2 separate regions of the Sus scrofa genome follow, and region 2 is linked to region 1. Evidence: chromatin contacts called from public HiChIP or PLAC-seq data. All regions are on one chromosome and are shown on one strand. Each heading gives the region's core, a stretch centred on a gene start, on an enhancer-like site or on the middle of the called end of the contact. The rest is flanking DNA. Distances are from core to core; before and after follow the strand shown.

The links. HiChIP or PLAC-seq counts read pairs in DNA pulled down with a chosen protein or histone mark.
Region 2: an H3K27ac HiChIP or PLAC-seq map of alveolar macrophages shows a contact between it and region 1, with 5 times the contacts expected there. The contact joins the promoter of CARS2 here to the enhancer-like site in region 1. A contact is called at or near these places in 7 of 47 Hi-C or Micro-C datasets (blood, fibroblasts, mesenteric adipose tissue and 4 more) and 2 of 2 datasets of contacts at active chromatin or transcription factors (alveolar macrophages and skeletal muscle).

Annotation. Positions count from the first base shown.
Region 1 is chr11:77,136,282-77,143,366 of Sscrofa11.1, forward strand. COL4A2 (collagen alpha-2(IV) chain) reads left to right here. Exons shown (of 48, transcript XM_021065909.1): 27 at 1,205-1,261; 28 at 1,810-1,917; 29 at 4,847-5,068; 30 at 6,687-6,848. Among named protein-coding and RNA genes, the nearest start is that of RAB20, 49 kb to the right of the region's middle. Within about 2 kb of position 4,125, at least 1 of the 83 cell types and tissues checked has an H3K27ac peak or open chromatin away from gene starts, as enhancers often do. A contact at or near this core is called in alveolar macrophages, where this site is marked.
Region 2 is chr11:77,265,788-77,272,872 of Sscrofa11.1, forward strand. It overlaps CARS2 (probable cysteine--tRNA ligase, mitochondrial), which reads right to left and starts at 4,149. Exons shown (of 15, transcript XM_021065916.1): 1 at 3,841-4,149. It overlaps ING1 (inhibitor of growth protein 1), which reads left to right and starts at 4,485. Exons shown (of 2, transcript XM_021065917.1): 1 at 4,485-4,818. The coding sequence starts at 4,620.

The sequences.
Region 1 (7,085 bases), core at 2,875-5,374:
GGAGTTCCTATTGTGGCGCAGGAGAAACGAATTCAACTAGGAACCATGAGGGATGCGGGTTCAATCCCTGGCTTCGCTCAGTGGGTTAAGGATCCAGCCTTACCCGTGAGCCGTGGTGTAGGTAGCAGACGTGGCTTGGATCCCGCATGGCTGTGGCTGTGGTGTAGGCCGGCAGCTATAGCTCCTATTGGACCCCTAACCTGGGAACCTCCGTATGCCATGGGTGTGGCCCTAAAAAGGAAAAAAGGGGGAGATTTTTCGTGGTTAAAGGTGCCAGCGAAACGTCTGGAGGACAGTGGCTCCCAGGTGGCTGTTGAGAGTTGGGGCGTAACCCTCAGGGTGAAGGCGGGGCTTGGAGAAGCAGCGTCAGGACTTGTGGGTCCCCTGCAGGGGGTGGGGAGTTGGTCAGGTGCTCGGGGCCAGGGTGCAGGGCAGGAGGGGCAACCGCAGAGCCGGCTGGGCTCAGAGGTGGGAAGGCCCGGCAGTGAGGCTCCGCGGGCTCGAGGCTGGGCCCCTGCAGATGGCCGGGTCCTTTCTCTTTAGACCTGGTGGCTGTCCTTGTGCCCCGGACCCCTCGTGTGGCAGAGGAGCCCAAAGCCCCTCCTTGGCCATTAAGTCGGGCCACCACAGGAGCACTGCCAAACCCCAGGCAAACGGACCAAGGGTGTGGGAAAGCATTACTGTGCCCACAGGGCGCCTCCGACAAAGTACCCCTGCCAGTGTCACCAGCCAGAAGTGCTGCGTGACTCTCAGCAGCAAGTGGCCGAGGCTAATTCTGAAAGTGACCTAAGTCCCAAAGGAGAAGTCAAAGCCTTCCTTCTGAGACCGCAAGCCTCCTCCATCCCTGGGGGAAGTTTCCAGACGAAGAAAGGCGTTCACACTGCCTGACTCGGGGGTGGGGCAGGGCGCCAGGTGAACGTGGCTGTGCCAGGTGTGGCCCTCGCCGAGGACCACCCACTCACTGCCAGCTCAGACGGTTATCTGGCTGGACCGACTTCGTTTGCACTTTATATTACTAGTCTGATGTTATTACGCAGGGAAATTAGACTTGTTTACATCCGCCTCCAGACTAATTAGATCACTAAATTCCTCCGATGGTAAAGCGTGGCTGGCTTTCTTGGCGGGCGCTCTTGACTTCTGCAGCTCCCAAGCGGTGAGGTCCGGTGTTGACCTCGACTGCAGCAACTTCTTCCTCTCTTCCCAGGCTGTGTCGGAGGGCCCAAGGGATCGCCAGGCCAGCCGGGCCCCCCCGGCCCCCCAGGTAATGAGCGAGCACGTCCAGCCTTCCTCTGGGCGTCTGCATCTTCTGTTCCCCTCTCTCTTGCTCTTCCTCCGCCCCCTGCCTCCCTGACCCCGATGTCCTGAGCTCCCCAACGGGGGAGGGGCTCAGAGCGGCAGCAGGATGGCTTCCAGCAGCCACGAGGTGGGGGTGCGGGGGAGCCCGGCCCAAAATAGACACACGCTGGATGTGAGGGAAGAGGGACAGTGAACACGGTTTCACAGCAGGAAGTCGAGGAAGTCGTAGGTCAGTGAGACCGTGAGGTTGTGATGGGAGCTGAGATTCACCATTTCTGGTGTAGACTGACCCTCGTTTCCAGTGTAGACTGACCCTCTGTTTCTGGTGCAGACTGAGACGCAGCCCCGCCGGCTGTCAGAGGAGCTGTCTCGGGGCTGATGTCCCCCAGCCTCGTCCCTTCCCAGCTTCCTAAGAAACCACGTTTTTAAGTCAGGTGCCAGACCTGAGTCTCCAGTTCATCTCCTGCTGGGGGTTCCCCTCCGCTTCTGACCTGGTTTCTTTGGGTTATTTAGGTGCCAAGGGCCTCAGAGGGATCCCAGGGCCGTCGGGAGCTGATGGAGCCCCAGGGCTGAAGGGATTCCCGGGAGATCCAGGTCGCGAGGGATTCCCAGGACCCCCAGGTGAGTCAGGGCGGGACGCCCACTCAGCCCCTTCCGCCCAGCAAGTGACTGTGTGAGATGGTGGCCCCAGCACCACTGTCTTCTCACACTTGAAAACTGTTGGGGAGTTCTCCTGGGGTGCAGCAGTGAAGGATCCGGCATTGTCCCTGTAGCAGTTCGGGTCGTTGCTGTGACGCAGGTTCGATCCCTGGCCCAGGAATTTCCAGATGCCGCGAGCATAGCCAACAAGTAATGTATGTTCTTGGCTCTGGGAAACTAAAACATCACCCTCTGCAGCACGAAGGCTACGCTGGGGTCTTGCAGGACGAAGGCGGCAGCGAGATTTTTCTGTGTTTGATAGTAAACATTCTAAGGGCGCCTGGCGTCACCCTCTTCTGCGCCCTCATCATCCGCTCCCCATCTGCTCACTCACCACCGCCACGCAGGGAACACCTGGGATTCTGCGGTTCGTGGCGCTGTCTGCCCCCCGCAGGGTGCAGCTCCTCTGAGTGAACACTTTGCACCATTCCATCCACACTTGACCCAACAAGGCGTCCCGGAAGCCAATGATGCCCTCTTCGCCATGTGGGGAGGGAGATGAGCGAGCCTCTGTCACCGACTGGGGTGAAGAGTTGGGCGCACCTGCCTGGGTGTCCACCTGTTCTAGAACGCCCTTCAGTGACCCCAAACACAGCTGTCCCTCTGGGTCGCGGCCCAGAGCACGCCTGTGTCCCTGTGTGTGCAGAGGCCCAGGCCCCGGGGACTACATTGTCTGAGCAAAACCATGGAAGCCAGTGAGGTCCCCGAGGCAAACACCCCGCAGGCTCCCGCAGGTGTTCTTCCAGCCTCGTGGGGATCAGCCACCCGGCACTGTGAGACTTCGAAACTCTCTTCCTGCTAGAAAGTTCTTGCTTGGTTGGCATGAAATCTGCCTCCAGGAGGTTCTGCTCCATAACCACCCCCACACACGTCAGGACACCGCGGCCGCGTTCCCCCTGGCGCCTCGGGGACAGGCCGGCCGGACCCGGGGACGCAGACCTCGGTGCTGCAGGCCCGGTGCATGCAGACCCCTGGCACTCCTCCCACGCCCTCCGGCGGCTCAGCGATCCCTTCAAACCGAGGCCCCGGAACCCGAGAGAACCCTCCAGATCTCTGCACTGTGACACCAAAGAGTAGTTCCTTAGATTGAGACCGTTGAGCAAGTGTTTTCAGCAGAGACTCATTGAGTTTTGCCTCTTGCCTGTCCTGCCCTCGGGCAGCTGGTTTAATGCTAAACATACAGCTTGGCGTCCATCCTGATCGAGCGTCCAGGACTCAGCATCCCAGCCTGCAAACGCCGCTGCACACCTGAGCCTGGAGCCTTGCATGTCGGTCCATGATTTGCAGACTAGGAGCGGCTGCTCCCGTGACTGTTATCAAGGCCCAGAGAGCAGCAGAGCCAAGGCCCGGAGAGCAGCGAGGGGTGGTCTGCGCCCGCACGCGGAGGGGCGCACGGCATCATCTTGCGGCCAGGCCGGGGCCTTTGCAGGTAGAGCGCTGCCACTTGGCTGCCATCACACCTCCTAAAGCGAAGTGGGAATTGTCTGCGAAGATGCAGCTTCTTGAGACCTTCTCTCTGTGGCTCCGAAGCAATCACTTCCCTGCCTGGCCAGGCGGGCCCAGCCCGGGGAACTGCAGGGCCTGGGGAATGAGTGGGATGCGCCTCCTCGGAAAATTCCGGAAGGTCACTGTAGTCGAAGAAAGCCTGGTTTGTGGGGACACGCTGGCCCTTGAGAGAACAGGGCAGTGGGGAGACCAGAGGAAGGCGGGCGAGAGGAACCGAGGCCTCGCTTTTCCAAATGCACGTCACCTGTCCTAGCGGCAGAAGGACCGTCCATCCCAGCTCCGCGGGCAGCGGACAGAAAACGCCACCTTCAGAGTCCATCCCAGATGTAAGACCCGCACGCGCCGGGGCGGCCCGGTCCCCTGAGCAGTTCCGTCGCTTCCGTGAGAGCCTCTTCCTTCTCCCCTTCACATCATTAGACCCTGACACGGGGTCTGCCAGTGACACTCGGGTTAAGGCCAGAGCCGGTCAGTGCCCGGGACGGGCAGGAAGGCCTCCTCCCCACGCCCCCCACCAACCTTGGTGGCAGTGACCTCAGAAGCCTTTCCTTCTGGACAGACGTGTGACTGTCACTCTTGCAGTTCAGTCTGAGGTCACATCAGGGTGAGAGCCTGAGAGGGGAAGTGGTTTGAAGAGACCATTGCTGTGGTGTCCAGGCGTGGCCAGACCACCCTCCATCCGGACATGGTGGCAGTGGCGACAGGGAGGCTCGCTTCCCCTTCAGAGTTGTTCCAAACCGGCCGATGTCTGAGGATCCCGCTCCAGGACGGGGGATGGGAGGGGACAGAGTTGGGGCTCTGAGGGTCTGGTCACCCTCTCCTCCTGGGGTCCGTCCTCACCTCCTGGGGTCCGTCCTCACCTCCTGGGATCCGCCCTCACTTCTTGGTGTCTGTCCTCACCTCCTCGGGTCCGTCCTCACCTCCTGGGGTCCGCCCTTACCTGCTGGGGTCTGTCCTCGCCTCCTGGAATCTGCCCTCACCTCCTGGGGTCTGTCCTCATGTCCTGGGATCTGCCCTCACCTGCACACACAGCTTGGAAGCGATTCTGGGATTATTTGCGCAGCACAGGAGCCCACGAATGATGAAGGGTTCAGTCCAGGGAAAGTCGGTTCAGAGCGCTTGTCGACCTCCACTGCACCCTGGGCCTGGGGCCAGACGGCGCAGGGAGGCAGGAGGACAGCCTTGCGAGTGCTGTGGGTTCAGAGGCCAGCGATGGGGCCAGGGCTGGAGCCGGCTGCCCCACACAGACCCCTGCTGCCTCAGCCTCGTTCTGGTACCTCTCTTACGTGATGCCATGATGCCATGATGCTGACCTCTGATTATGGGGACGCCATGTGTTTCCTTCCAGGGTTTGTGGGGCCCCGAGGATCCAAAGGTGCAGTGGGCCCCCCCGGCCTGGACGGACTCCCAGGCCCCTCCGGCCTGCCAGGGCCAGTCGGACCCCCAGGGGACAAGGGCCTTCCTGGAGAAGTCCTGGGGGCCCAGCCGGGTTCCCGGGGAGACCCCGGACTGCCTGGACACCCCGGGCTGAAGGGCCCCCCAGGAGAGAGAGGAGCGCCTGGATTCAGAGGTAGGTCGCCACGGCGGGTGGGGAGGGGCCTGGCCACTGCCCCGCGCTCCCCAGGGGCTCAAAAAGCCCTCCGGGAGGTTTGGTGGGAACCCCGGGACTGTGCTTATGAGTCTCGTTGCTGCTTCTCCCGCTCGGTGCCAACCTTCCTTTGGAATGCTCTGGAATGGTGGCCATCATGCTGTGTCTACCGTCCGCCGCCAGGACAGGTGGCCGACTCAGCCCTTCCTCTAGTACAGTTAGCTGGTGTGCTGTCTCCAGGTCGGGGGGCGCCATCGTGGGGGGCTCACAGCTGCTTTCAGCAGAACACGTGGTGTGACGAAGGGCCCGCGGTGCTCGGTGGGGGTGGCGAGGAAGGCAGAGACGATCTGGGCGCGGCTTCCTCTGCGGGTGTGGAATTGAGGCGTGAAGAGTTCACAGCATCACCCACGTGCGTTTAGCAAAGCGGAAGACGCCCGTTGTTGGGCAAATAAGCAAGGCGTCCAAGGCTCTGAGCTTCCGGTTTATGCAAAACGGGCCCTGAGGACCCAGACGCCCGGCTCTGATGACACGGCCTGACCGACGAGCGGGTGGGGAGACGGCAGCCCATTAGGGGTCCCCGAAGATGCACCAGCTGCGGTGTGCGGACTGTCTGTTGTCATCAGCCCGGTGCCCGAGCCCCTCCGTCGGGGCTCCGCCCGGTGCAGGAAGTGATGTCTATACCCAAAGCCGCCAGGCCCGCAGGCGGCCTTCACAGGAGCCATGAGCCGTGAGGTGGGGACGCCTGGTTCTCGATGGGCAGGTGGACACCCCAGGCTGGGGAGCAAGTGTCCGTGTGCCCTGCCGGTCCCTTCTGCAGTCTGAGGGTAGAAGCCCTGCCCCAGCTCTTCTACAGAGGGTGCCTGTGGCAGCTTTTTAAAAAGTCAGAGTGTGGCAACAGCAAACGGCCTCAGGGTCCCTTTCAAGCCTGTGGCAGTTCCCCACGTTCAGTGTCACCGTAATGCCCAGCTGGTCTAGGCAGGATATTTTTGGTAAAAGCTTAGATTTCCAAAGCATCAGTTTGGAGAAACTGTTTTCATGTCCATCCGACCACCCCCGGCGGCAGCAGCGGGCAGACCAGGAAGTTACGCACGTCGCCACTTAATGTGCTTGAAAAGAGTACTTTCAAATGTGGCCAAATGCTCCCACTATAAATATCAAGTGAAAGAAAGCTAGATTAAAACTGCACTTAAGGAGTTCCCACTGTGGCACTCTGGGTTGAGGATCCAGAGTTGGGGCAGTTGGGGCATAGGTCGTAGATGTGGCTTGGATTCGATCCCTGACCAGGGAACTTCCATGTGCCATGGGTGCAGCTGAAAAAGGAAGGAAAAACCAACCTGCAGCTGAAGTGGGTGTCAGTTCTGCAAACATCTACGATCTAGGTGTAGTTACAGGAGCAGGAAAAAGGCCAGAAGGAAAGATACCGAGGTGTGAGTGCCTGTCTCGGGGCAAGAGCGTGAGCTTCCCACCTTTGTTTCACTTCTGTGCATTTTCCACGTCCCCCCCGCCAGAAAACCTGTCTTTGCAGAACAAGCCTGAGGCGGTAGGTGGTGCTGGCAGTGAGCTGGGGGCTTGTCCTCAGGTGTTGTCTCCTTTCCTGCAGGAAGCGAGGGGATGCCAGGAATGCCAGGCCTCAAGGGGCAGCCGGGCTTCCCAGGACCTTCGGGCCAGCCGGGCCTGCCCGGGCCGCCAGGACAGCACGGCTTCCCAGGAGCTCCGGGCCGGGAAGGGCCCTTGGGGCCGCCGGGCGCCCCAGGCTTTGGAGGTAAGGATCCCAGCTCCCTTCGAGGGGTGGGGCCTCCCTGTGCTCTCGGGGAACCAGCACCACCCCGGAGTCCTTGACTGTGCTCCAAGGAGCCCCCCTCAAGAGCTGCAGGGGGCCCGAAATACCGCCCGCGGCCTGGCCTAAATACAGAGTTCGTTCTCTCACGGTGTGGAGACTGAGGTCCCGCGGCAGGGTGGCAGCCGGGCCGGCCCCTCCCCAGGCCTCGTCCTTGGTGTG
Region 2 (7,085 bases), core at 2,899-5,398, 130 kb after region 1:
GAGAAACACGTCCCTATTACTATCTTGCAAAACAGCGTGGAAAAGAGAAAAGATCCCTTTGCCTTTGCAGCGCTCAAGAGCGCAAGGAAGTTCCTCATTTCTTTTTTTGGTTTGTTTTGGTAGCTCTAAAGAAAGGCAAGTACTTAAGAAGAGACGAACTAGTATGTTCCTGGAGCACTTACAAAAACCTCTCCCCCACGATCCCTGGAGTCCAATTCTGCAGTTCTATTTCAAGCTTAACGGTAGTCTAATGTAAACTGGATGCTAATGCCTGACGCTAAAATGTTAGGACCTATTTTTAGGATTAGGAGACCTCCACATCAGTGCTAAGCTGGGGCTCCTCCACCGCTTCCCCACTGCCTGCATGCTTGCCTTGACGTTGTTTTGTAATTCTCTCTCCTTTCTCCTACAACGTGTGAATGTTTCTCTCCAGGAGTACTTTAGATTGAAAATTCTTTTGGAGACTCTTACTGCACCCAGCAACCAAATTCAGGGGGGGGGGTTCCCCTGTGGCTCAGCGGTAAGGAACCTAGCGCCCAGGAGGACGAGGGTTCAATCCCTGGCCTCAGTGAGTTAAAGGATCCTCCGTTGCTGTGAGCTGTGATGTAGGTCGCAGAAGCGGCTGGGATGCGGCGTTGCTGTGGCTGTGGTGCAGGCCAGCAGCCGCAGCTCAGATTGGACCCCTAGCCTGGGAACTTCCATATGCTGTGAGGGCGGCCCTAAAAAAAAAAGACTCAGGAAAGCGTTGCTGAATTCATCTTGGATGAAACCTACCTGTTGTGCAGGTAGAAGGGAATTTGGGCAGTAAAGCGTCTGATAGAGAAAGCTCTGATCCTGATACTAGACGTGCCAGTGAAAGAAGAAAATGAACCAAGGCTTCACTGCCATCTGTGGAATTCAAGGAAAAAGCCTGAAGTTTTTGGAAACTGCTTTAGTAAGTCTGAAGACCAAATCCTGTACACCAACCTGGATAGCTGGCATGTTTTACTTGGCCCTGAGAGATCATGATTTTTAAACTAACAATGGAATCTTCTGTCCTGTGAAAACTGGTCCTGTAAGGGGCTCAGTCCTTAGTCTGCAGCAATTTAGCTTTTCTAAAGTCTTGGGGGAATCTTCAAAGATCAACACATCCATTATTTAATGATGGCTAAAACAGGACTCCTCCTGCAGGTCCAATATTAAGGTAAAGTGAAAGTGACTGGGAAGATGCATTAGCATCTACACCTAGAGAGAGAGTAGAGTCTTCGGAATTTGAAGTCGGAACAAGGAAGTTTATTAAGGTTCTATACCATCATGAATGCCATTTCTTACTCCTGAATGACAACAACAACAAAACGTAGTTCTCAGCATGGCATTTTCTTTTAAAGCAAAATTTTGTAAATCCAAAGTACAGTAGGTAGGGTAGCATATTGTTCAGGGCATTGCAGGTTTGAGATAAATGTACTAGGATTTATATTTTAAGCACTTCAAAACAAAGAATTGTATGTTCATCTCTTTTATTCCCATAGGTTTGAGCATCTCCATTAAAACTAGAAATACCCTTTTCCATAGTGGCATATTTAAAATGCCCGATCAGGAGGTCTCACTGTGGCCCAATGGGATCCCCCGAGTCTTGGGAGTGCTGAGATGCAGGTTCAATCCCCTGCTCCACAGGGTGGGTTAAGGATCCACTGTTGCCGCAGCTGTGGCTTAGGTAGCAACAGTGGCTCAGATCTGATCACTGGCCTGAAGACTCCATATGCCAAGGGGCGACCAAAAAATAAATTAATTAACTTAATTAAATGACTGATCACCATTAACTATATTTTACTACTGGTCCTCTAACCTTGTCCAGAAAACAGTAAGTCATTGGTATACATTTTAAGAACTTTGTAAAGCTAATCAAATATTTTCTGACTTTTTAGCCCAAGGGGTAAATTAAATGTCTTGTAGCCATTATTCACCACTGCATTCCTAGTGCATAAAAGACATGGTAGACAATCCTAAATACTTCTTGTTGAATGAATAAAAAGCTGTTGTGTTTCACACGTCTGTCAAGTCCATGAAAAAATGAGAGGAATCATTATTGATATGACATCTCCATGTGCCTCCAGGGCAGCCAAAAAAAAAAAAAAGACATGACATCTTGATTTAAAAAAAAAGGCAAAAAAGAACCTGGAGTTCCCGTCGTGGCCCAGTGGAAACGAATCTGACTAGGAACCATGAGGTTTTGGGTTCGATCCCTGGCCTCCCTCAGTGGATTAAGGATCTGGCATTGCCATGAGCTGTGCTGTAGTTCACAGACAGGGCTTGGATCCCTCCTTGCTGTGGCTGTGGTGTAGGCCGGCAGCTGTAGCTCCAATTAGACCCCTAGCCTGGGAACCTCCATATGCCACGGGTGCAGCCCTAAAAAGACCAAAAAAAAGCAGAAACAAACAAAAAAACCTCCGGGATTTCCCATCCTGGCTCAGCGGTAACCAACCCAACTAGTATCCAGGACAACTAGGATTCGGTTCCTTTCCTGGCTCAGCGGGTTAAGGATCCGGTGTTGCCCTGAGCCGAGGTGTAGGTCGGAGACAGGTCTGGGATCTGGTGTTGCTGTGGCTGTGGTGTAGGCCTGTAGCTGTAGCTCCAATCAGACCCTTGGTCTGGGAACTTCCATATGCCACAGCTAGTCATTAAAAAAAAAGAAAAAAACAACAGCAGGAGTTCCCCATCGTTGTGCAGCGGAAACGAAGCCAACTAGGAGCCATGAGGTTGCAGATTCAATCCCTGGCCTCACTCAGCGGGTTAAGGATCTGGCGTTGCTGTGACCTGTGGTGTAGGTCACAGACGCAGCTTGGATCCTGCGTTGCTGTGGCTGTGGTGTAGGCCAGCAGCTACAGCTCTGATTCAACCTCTAGCCTGGGAACCTTCATATGCCACAGATGCAGCTCTAAAAAGCAAAAAAACAAAACAAAACAACAAACACTCCAGCTTGATGGTCATTGGGAAGGGTAAATTATTTCTCACCTTTTTTCTTTCTTTTTTTTTTTTTTTTAACAGCTGCTGGCCTACACCAGAGTCACAGCAACACCAGATCCGAGCTGCATCTGCAACCTACACTACAGCTCAGGGTCACACCGAATCCTTAACCCACTGAGAGAGGCTAGGGATGAAACCTGGACCCTCATGGTTCCTAATCGGACTAGTTTCCACTGCACCATGACAAGAACTCCACCTTTATTTTTTTTTTTTAATTTATTTTTAGTTTTTTGGCTTTTTGCCATGTCTTGGGCCGCTCCCTCGGCATATGGAGGTTCCCAGGCTAGGGGTCGAATCGGAGCTGTAGCCACCGGCCTACGCCAGAGCCACAGCAACGTGGGATCTGAGCCACGTCTGCTACCTACACCACAGCTCACAGCAACGCGGATCCTTAACCCACTGAGCAAGGCCAGGGATCGAACCCACAACCTCATGGTTCCTAGTCAGATTCGTTAACCACTGCGCCACGACGGGAACGCCCACCTTTATTCTTAAATTCAGATAAACACTACTCATTTTAGAGCCAGTGAATGCAAGGATTAAAAGAACCTCTTTCTTGTTACTGTACTTTAAAATTACGTATATGCGTTTCTCCTATGCAACGTTTACTCTATTCCATATAGTCTCTTCGTTGCCACATAGTGTCACAGTATTAAAGCCTTTTAAGCAGGCTAGTGGCCAATAAATGAAACTTTACCTATCATTTGCTTTACACTGGGCCCAAGCTGGAAAAGTGTGACTCTCTAAGTAAAATAACCACTTTCCCAAATATCGAAGTGAACGTTTCCTGATGTGAGGGTGCGATGAAGGGGTAGAATGAAGATCAAACCCATTTACCTCAAAGTTTTACTCCTACTCGTCGTTTATCACCGCAGCAGCGTTCCAACCCATTTCCAAAGACGACCAGCCCAACTTAGTCTGCACTGACAGCCACATCGCGGACTGCTCTGCAGATCGCTGCTAGGGGCACTGCGGATCAAAACCTATTTTACAAACACTGGCTCGGTCTGAATGACACTGAGTAATTAAGAAACTCTCCCGCGGTCTTGGTTGTCACGACACTGTTCTCCGGACACTCGGGAACTCCACCAGAACGTGATGAACCGCAGAGCATCGATTCAGTCCCAGGGGGAGCGGCCACGGGCAGCAGGGCACCCGGAGCCAGGCGAACCCGCCCACCCACCCGTCCGAGAGACGCAGCGCCGCCCAGGCACAGAGGCGGTAGGGACGTCAGGGGCCGAGGCCGAACTACCTGACAGGGTTAGAGTTGGCGACACGACACCCGCCAAAGGACAGGGCAGGACAAAGGAGGCCAAACGAGTCCTCCGAAAAGCACCAAGCGCGGCGCAGACCCGCACGCCGCGGACAAAGCGGGGGAGGGGGCCACGCCCACAGGCGGGGCCTCGGCCGGAAGAGGCGGGCCTCGCGCGGCCCCGTCGTCTAGGCAACGGGGCTCCTCGGAAGCCCAAATCCAGGCGTTTAGGGCGGGGAGGAGGGGGAGGGGGGCCCAAGGCTGCACAGGGAGAGGCCCCCGGGACCCGGGCGCCCGGACGCTTGCCCCACCACGGCTTGGGTGGTCTTTCGAAGTGGGGGCGCGGACTTTAAGAGAGGATTCCATGGCACATGCGGGAAGGGGTCGGGGTCACCTGCCCTCTACGGGGACCCGGCCTGGCGAACCGCTCCCCTCTCGGGTCCCTTTGTCTCCAAGCCGCTCGGCGCTGGGCTCCGGCCGGCAACACAAAGGGCGGGCGGTGAGGACCGCGCAGGCGCGGGAGCCGCCGAGGCTGCCGGGAGTGGTGGTCCGACTGCCGAATGGTAGGTCTCCGGCGCGGGCAAATGGGCCTCTTGGCCACACAAGTACGCATGCGCAACCACTTCCGTCTTGCCGGGCCAGCCTGGTCCCTCCGCCCCCGGAGGGACGCGGGTTTCTAGTAGTAAGAGCCGAGGGGGAGGTGTCCGTGATCGCCCCGCCTATTCTTTCTCCTGATTGGGCCGCCGGGGTGAGGGCGGAACCTGGATTGGCCCTCGAGGTTGCCAGTCTGTTCCGGGCCGTACTTATTTCCCGGCTGCGAGGCGGGATCAGGAGTGTGGGACTGAGCAAAGGGAAGGAGATGGTGACCCGGGATTGTGATGGTCCCGAGGCCGGGTCGGTTCCAGAGAGCTCTGGGCTATGCCACCTGCCTCTCCCGCAACACCCAGCGGCCATGCAGCCCCGCCCAACGCACTTTGCCTGCAAGTGCGAAACTCCCACTAAAGTTTTCAGCTCGCCCGCTGCCCCTTGCCCCCGCGGCCCCTGCCCCGGCAAAAGTGACAGACAAAGCCACACCCCCGTGCGGCGGGGCCGGTGAGGGGCGTGAATGCGGCGGGGGCGGGGCCCACGGGGGAGGGGGCGGTGGGGCCAGGACGCATGCGCGATGCAGGGGGCCGAATGTTTCCCAAGTGTTTGAAACTGGTATTTGGGTTTTCCACGTTGGACAAGTGCGGCGCGGCGGGCGGCGCGCGCCCCTTCCCGCGCTCGCTCGGCCCCGGCCCCGGCCCCTGCGCCGGGGTGCGCGCCCGCACGCCCGCCCGCGCCCGCCCCGCGCCCGAGGCCGCCGAGCTCCGGCCCGGCCCGCCAGGCGCCGGTCCCCGGGCCCAGGCGGTGCAGCTCGCAGATGTAGCGGCGCGGGGCCGGCCGGAGGGGAGGCGCCGGCGGGCGGGAGCCTTGCATTTTGCAGCGCTGGGCTCCGAGGGGGCGGGGGCCGGAGGAAGCGGAAAGCCGCGCCGAGTCGCCGGGGACCTCGGTGAACCATGTTGAGCCCTGCCAACGGGGAGCAGATCCACCTGGTGAACTATGTGGAGGACTACCTGGACTCCATCGAGTCTCTGCCTTTCGATCTGCAGAGAAACGTCTCGCTGATGCGGGAGATCGACGCGAAATACCAAGGTACGGCGGGATGGATGGGCGGGGGCGGCTGCTCCATCCCCGTCGGTCGCGGCGCGCCGCGGGGCCGCGGGCCGTCCTGATCCCCGCTTGGGGAGCCTCGATCCCGCGGCGGGGCCCTGGCCGGACAGAAACAAAAGGTCTGGAGCGTCTTTGATTTGCGAAGGTCCTTGTGCGCGAAGCCCGGACACGGAGGAGGAAGAAGGAACGAGAGGTCTCAATGCCAGGCTGCGCGAGCAAAGCGCTCTTTGTAGTGAAGTGACGAGGCGGGGTGCTGCGGGGGAGGGGGCGCAGGGGGCGCCGGCTGAGGCGCCGAGGGAGGGATGTGCAGCGGTCGCTAGCTAGGGGCTCAGAGACGGTGCTGCGCGCAGGGCTGCTGGGAGGGCAATGCGGGCGAGGGGTCCGCCGGCCCTGCTCGCCATCCCCGGAACCACCTTCACTCAGTCCCGAATCTGAGTGTTACATAAAGTCCGGGGTCGGTACTCCGCGTGGTGCAGCCCCAGTCGCCCCCACCCAGCCCCCGGCCCTCCCGCGGTGCTGGACACGGAGCGAGGGCCGACGTACGGGGGGCGACGCGGCCGGGTGTAGTTTGCGGAGGGCCAGGGCTTTATTCTGTGCGTGCAGTGGTCAAGGGGAGGGGAGGGAAGGGAGGATGGGGCGAGGAAGTCGCCCATCTGTGCTGTGCTCGGGGGGCGCAGGCAAATATTGTCGACTTGGAGAGGAACATGGCAGGGGAAGAGGACCTGTGGGTCGTTCTCTGCTGCCTCGGCCGCCCAGAATGCCGGAGAGAGACGGAGGGTTCGGGTCCGCTGGGAATTGCTGGCTGTTGGGGAAACTTTCCTCCCAGGTCAGGCATCGCATTGGGGCTGTGTTTGGAACGTGGATAATCACTCCGAGTTTACTAATGTTTACAGGACTGCGCAGCAGGGAAACGGAAGAGTGGGGGGAGGTGGAAAGCCACTACATGCCCCACAACAGACAAGACTCACGCGAGGAAGGCGCCCCTGCGCGCTCTACCCGAGGCTTTGCTTCGCAGCGACTTTTATAGGAGGCTTATTAGCATATTGTGAACGTTCCCCCTTGGCCTTCTGTGATTGGCCGTGGCCTCTCCCATGGAATGTCCTTATCAGTCCGCTGCTGAACCATTGGTTGCTGAGCC